Regions from separate parts of the Sminthopsis crassicaudata genome. Here region 1 is linked to region 2. The links are chromatin contacts, called in public Hi-C maps. All regions are on one chromosome and are shown on one strand. Each heading gives the region's core, a stretch centred on a gene start, on an enhancer-like site or on the middle of the called end of the contact. The rest is flanking DNA. Distances are from core to core; before and after follow the strand shown.

What was found. A called contact is a pair of places that touch in the nucleus more often than the background predicts.
Region 1: a contact with region 2 is called in a Hi-C map of fibroblasts, with 5 times the contacts expected there. The contact joins the promoter of MYLK2 here to the promoter of PDRG1 in region 2. A contact is called at or near these places in 2 of 2 Hi-C or Micro-C datasets (fibroblasts and hippocampus).

The regions. Positions count from the first base shown.
Region 1 is chr2:451,945,518-451,948,828 of ASM4859323v1, reverse strand. MYLK2 (myosin light chain kinase 2) reads left to right here and starts at 1,432. Exons shown (of 13, transcript XM_074292788.1): 1 at 1,432-1,511; 2 at 1,783-1,888; 3 at 3,085-3,311. The coding sequence starts at 1,834.
Region 2 is chr2:451,809,464-451,812,337 of ASM4859323v1, reverse strand. It overlaps PDRG1 (p53 and DNA damage regulated 1), which reads right to left and starts at 1,441. Exons shown (of 5, transcript XM_074292781.1): 1 at 1,283-1,441; 2 at 1,023-1,098. The coding sequence starts at 1,369.

The DNA of each region.
Region 1 (3,311 bases), core at 183-2,682, 140 kb before region 2:
CCTATTCTTCAGAGTTAAGTCCATCTCTCTCTCTTTCCCGGATCACACCCAGATAGGTATCACATCCCCTAAATTGTTCCTCCTCTGGGCACTAGCCTGGGATGGGCGGGGGGTAACCCCGGCAATCCAGGGCCGAGTAGTTCATGTTCTCCATGTGGATGTGACCAGCCAGAGGTGGGGAAGCTTGTGCCTCCAGTGGGAAGGCCCTGAGATTTCCTAGGCCTCAGGACACACATCCAGGGTCAGTGCCCAAAGTCACAGACTGACAGATGATGGAGCTCGGAAGGACTGTAGGGAACAGAACACAGAATGTAAGCTGGGAAGGATCCTAGGACGTAGGCCATAGAGCTAGAAGTGACCTTAACAAGAATAGAAAAACCTCCCATTTTTACAGGACTTTCAAAACTTGGCCAAGTATTCTCCTTACAGCAATCCTTCAAGGTAGTTTGTGCAAGTGTTATAGTGTCGCTACTTTGTAGGAAACTATCAATTTATGAGGAAAAAGGAAGCCAAGTGACCTGCCTATGATGTCATAACTTGCCAAAGCTGGGTTTCAGAACAAGTCTCCCAGCGCTGTGTCTCGAGCTTGCAAGGATCTTAGAATGAAGAGAGAAGAATATTAGAGCTGGGAGGCCTCTGGTCCCCTAATTGCTTTGTTATTTTTTATTAACTTCCCCCCTCGTGTTTTAAAGAAGGAAGCAGGTCTCATGTTGCAGTCTCACCCAGAGTTTCCTACTTGCTCAGTTCAGGCTACCCTCCTCTCCTCATAAGTACGGCTCTAGACTGAGGCTATCAAGCTTTCTTTTGTGTCATGGATCCTTCTCAGAGTCTGGTATAGCTTGACTGCTCAGAATAATGCTTTTAAATTCATAAAATATAAGGTATAGGATTATAAAGGAAACCATATTGGAACCATATGGGAAGTAGGAAATCATACCGAAACGTGGTTATCAAAATTAAAAAACAGCAACAAAGTTCACACACCCCCTTCCCGGAAATGGGAACCCCTGATCCGGAGGGATGTAAAGGGGGTGGTCTCCAGGCCAGACCCTACTACTCCAGCCAGCCTTTTGGTAGCAGGCAGTCCCCAAGGAAAAAGGAGACGCTTGGGTGTCAGGGAGAGCTGGTAAGAAGGGCCAAGGGTGCAGACGCCTGGCTGGTTGGGTAAGTGACTGCTTCCTCCCTCTCTCCTCTCTCATCTGCTTCTGTTTGTTTCCCTGCCCCGGTTCCCCCAAGCCTGAGCCCCTGCTGGCCGGCAGGGTGGCCGTGGGAAGAATGGCGTGTCCTCTGAACCTGGGCCAAGAGGAACAGGTGGCCCGAAAGTCGAAGCTTGTTGGGCTCATAGCTGCATGGCCCCCGTGTAAGGGATCCTTCTCGTCCTGCACCTCCTCCTCCTCCTCCTCTCCTACCTCCTCCTCCTCTCCTGCCTCCCAGCTCTGTTGCACTCGTTATAGGGCAGCACCCGCTCCGGCAGCCACACGTCTCTGCCCTGGTCCTGGCCTGGCCACCAGGTAACCTCCCCTCCCTCCCCTCGCCCTGTCCCCTCCTTCCTTACCACTCTACACCTTGGGAGCTGAGGGCCATTCAAAATCAGGGTTCCCAATCCCCCGCACCATGCCTCAGAATCAGCTCTCCTCCTTCCCTCCCAGATCTCTGGGCTTCCCACCCCTGCTAGGACCCGTCTGGTTCAGGAACTCCCCCTGCTTGCCTCCTGTTCCTTCTGCCCTTCCACTCCCTGGACTGAAAACTCCCCTCCTCTTCCCTCCCCTTCTCTCTCTGCAGGCAATAGTCGGGCAGACTAGAGGCAGACAAGCAGAAGGACCAGCCTCTCTCATGGCAACTACCGGCAGAGGAGCAGCGGAGCCAGGCCCCCCGAGCCCAGAAGCGGGTACAGGTGCTGACACTGCGGGTGGTGGGGAGTGGGAAAAGCCTGTCCTGCTGAGAGAGCCAGGGGTGGGAGGGCTGAGGGCAGAACCCTGCCCTCCCTGCTACCCTCCGGGATAGAATCCTTCTCTCTGGGAGTCTGTGTCCTCAGCTCTCCTCTGCTTATGTCCCTGGATCAGAGGGCAGAGCCGGGAGGGGTACGCTCTGGGCCCGGGTCAGGGAGAAGAGGCTGCTGTCTCCCTTGTCAGAATGGAAGCTCCTTGAAGTCAGGGGCTGTGTTTTTGCCTTTCTCTGCCTCTCCAGCTCTCAGCATGGGGCTTGGGCTACAGAAAGCGCTCAATTAATTCTTGTGGATTGACGGATGCCAAATTCAAACCCCTTGTTTTATTTTATATACCAGGGAAATGGGGGCCCAAGGACAGGAAGTGACTTTCCTCCTCTTTTAAGCCAGCTCCTCAGCCTCCAGTCCAGCGCCTTTCCCACTACTCCCCAGGTCTCTCGGGAGAGAAGGAAGTGCCCCCCAGGTTATCTGTCAGGCGGGAACTCAGGGTCTGGGCACTGGGAAAAGCCTGGCCTATTTCCACTCCCCTTGTTGAAATGATTCGCAGTCACTGTGCTGCGAGCCTCGGCTCTGAGCATTCCTGGAAAGGGGCAGGCAGGATGCAGGGTGGGTCTCCCTGTCAGTCACCCAGGGAGGAGGGTGGGAGCATCTCGGATACGGAGGTAGGAATGTGGGCGCTCTCTAGCTGCCCACCAAGGTCGGGGGAAAGTCTGAAAGGGCGGGAATGTGGGCTCTAACAATAAAGCCATGGGGAAAGAGTGCTCCACTCGGAGTCCAGAAGGATTTGTGTCCAGTTCTCAGTGCCCGGGTGTGTGACCATGGGCAGAGTCCTTCCTCTTTCTGGGCCTCAGTTTCCTATTTTGCAAAATGACAGAACTACATTAGATGATGCTTAAGGTTCCTTCCAGCTCTAACATCCTAGGATGCTCTGACCCTTAGTCCTCCTTTGCAAAGATGGATCAGGGAAGGGTTGGGGAGGCTCTCCTTGCCCTATCTGTTGTTAGGGCTATGGAAATGTAAGTTGTTATTGTTCCCTGGGGAGGATTAAGAAGACCCACTGCAGGGCCAGGGAGCTCCAGCACATTGATTTAGGTGGAGCTTGGGGACCACCCAATTTAATATCGCCTTCTCACTTGCAGATAATGCCCCCAAAGGCAGGGCTGATGAGGCTTCTCTTGTCCAGGAGAAAGGAGCTGTGCCTCCAGGTCAGCCCCTGCCTGGCAGCCCAGGCCCCCCCAAGGAGGGAGCTACTACTGCTGGTGGGGTGGCCCGCCCGGACGGAGGGCTAGGGGAGGCATCCCTGGCAGCCGAGGGAAGTGCCGGACCGATGGCTGCCCTGCCCCAGGAGTCCCCACAGGTGGAATCA
Region 2 (2,874 bases), core at 192-2,691:
TCCAGCCCCGGTTTCCTCATCTCTAACTCAGATAATATCTTACAGGGTCGTTATCAGAACTGAGTGAGATAACATGCAGAGCGCTGAACAAATCTTCAGGAGCTATGTGCCAGCTATTATTTATTAGTATTTTTTAAAAATCTTTCTCATCTTTTATTTTATTTTATTTTTATTTTTTTAATTTTAATTTTTATAATTATAACATTTTCTTTGACAGTACATATTCATAGGTAATTTATTATTATTTTTTAATTAGTATTCTTCTAAGACTTCAGGTATTCATAATTCCTGAGAAAGATGGTAAAATATAAGACCCAATTTGGTGCCAAACAAGCAAAGAAAGGAGACCTCTAACTTCTTCTATGGAATTGTTGCTTAAAAACTTATAAAAACAAAACAAAACAAAACACAAACACCCCAAATTCCTATCTTAACTATACAGGAAAGAAAAGTTAGGCGACTCTGGACCCGTGTCCTCAAAGGTATTTCCTGTATCTGTGATAGTACGCTCTGGACCCGGTGAAGAAGTGATGTGAATTTTAGATCTAAATATCCTTTGCTTTGATTTGTTCTTCCCCCCCCCTCCTCACTACACTGCTACAAGCGGAATTAAGGATAATTAAGTGATATGGACCCTCAAAGTCACAGAAAAGCCAGCCTTGCTCCTACTCGGTGTTCCTAAAAGCTCGGGAATTGAGAGTCCCACAGAAGCTAAAGTTTCCCAAGCACAGCGCCTCCAACAGCCCCGCCAGTCCTTAACACAACGCTGAATCACAGCATATAACTATACATAAGGGCCTTCGGGCTTTTGCTTCCAACAAACGGCCTCCCTGTTCGCTACTCTTTTAAATTTTTAAAAATTTAATTTAATTAAAATTTTTTTTTTTTAAAGAGAAAGCACCTTATACTTGATACTGGAGCAATGGTGGCTCCAGCTGGACTGCAGACTCACCCCTGGAAAGGCGTGCTGACGTCAGGGAATGACGTCCGTGACCCCTGACCCCCACCACGCCACGACTTACCTGACGGGCCAGGGTCTCTCTGCAGAGCCCTCAGGGCTTCCCGGTTCTGGTTCCGCTTCAAGTCCAAGTCCACTATCTAGGGAAAAAATCCAAAGCCAGACGTGAGGGTGGAGCCCAGAGAGGGGAAAGGGTCAGGGGGCAGCTTTGGCCAATGTTCCGGCTCAGAGTCGGGATAAGGAAAGCGTGGAGGGGAAAGTGCAGGAATGAGGGGGGCGGGGATTAAGAAGCCCATTCCCCTCGCTCTCGGGCCCATCAGGGACCTGCTGCTTGTCGGCCAACACCGCCTCGGCCAGCTCCTCCACCTCGCTCAGGTAACGCAACACGCGCTCGGAATCGGGCCCCAACATGACCGGCGATGGTGCGGTCCGGCAGCTTCCCTCTGCGCACGCGCCACCACCGCGGCAGCGCACGTGGTCTCGTAAGCTAGGTCGCACGCTGGGGGCGGGGCGGTGGGAACTAATGTGGGACGGCCTTCGGGACCACGTGACGCCTTCTGGGCTCGTAGGAGGGTAAGCTGGAAAAAGTCCGGTACGTCGGCGCCCCCATCCGGCTGAAATTCTCCGGTGCGAAAATGGCTGTCTTCGGGTCTCCTCCTCCGGGACGGCCGGGACTCACCCAGAGCCCCGGTTAAGTACTTTGCCCCTCGTGCCCAATGCGGCATCAGCAACTGGGGAGGGTTGCAGCGAAGAGTGGGGCTTCCTCACCTCCACCCTGGTTACCGTTATCTCTGTAAACTGTGCGAAAAATAAAGCTCTCCAGAGATAATCTCCGGTTAATTTCTGCAGCTGGGTGGTACGGCCGCTTTCAGGTTAGATTTAGACTCCGAAGGGATGAGTTTGGGGCCTGCCCCGTTTCATCTGTAAAATGGGCACCCCCCGGGGCTGAGAGAACCGCACAGAGCACTTTGCAAAGCTAAAGCCCTATATAAAATTTCCACTGCTTTAGCCGTTTTTCTGTGCAAACAGTTTGGTAGATTATGTGACTTATCCAAGTAGCCATGTGCAGGTTGCTCTTTCAGCCTTCAGATCTTCGCCATGATCCCCACAGGTCTGCGGGATCTTTCCGCATCTGTTCACCCCCCTGGTGAGCATCTTCTTAACAATTGATCCAAAGTGAAAATAGTGAGGTGGCATACAAAAAAGGAGCGTTACAACACTGCGTCCCAAGCCGGGAACGTGCATTCCCACCAACGAGACAGTGGGGAGAGTGAACACGGATCTAGCAGCAGTGCCAATGTAGGGCCTTGATGTCCTCTCTCTCCCGGGCTGCTCCTCTTTGGAGCACGCCTGCTGAGCAGGTTACCCACACGGGCTCCTACAGGCCGCCTTTCTCACAGCTTGACTCATTGTCAGGCTATTTCCTTTGAGTCCATAGTGGAGTTTTTTCTTCGCTCCTGGGATTGTTTTGGTTACAAGTTTCTTGATTAGTCTCCTTCCCTGAGTCTGTCTGTCTGGAGACGGTGTCTTCATGTGCGTCCCTGTTAAATGCATCTCAACTATGTGGGTCTCTCAGATTAACGCCCGAACTGTTTTAAAGGGTGCTTCAGGACAGGACTAATCTCTTGCCTACTGTCCAAGTTCTTCTCTTGATTCAACTAAAGACATTTTTTCACACTTCTTAAAAGTCTTTTTTTTTTTTTTTTTTTTTTTTTTTTTTTTTTTTTTGGTGGGGAGGGACTCGGCTTCTGAGTTATGCCTTGGAAAAATAGTGATCAGCAACAATTCCCACTTCCAACCCTCCCCTCAACCCATAAATCCAAAGTTTTTTCCACTGAACCACTGCTCATACTTGGCACACATACTCCATCTGTTGTAAAGCCTCGTCAATATCCCTTTCTCTCACCCACATGTGC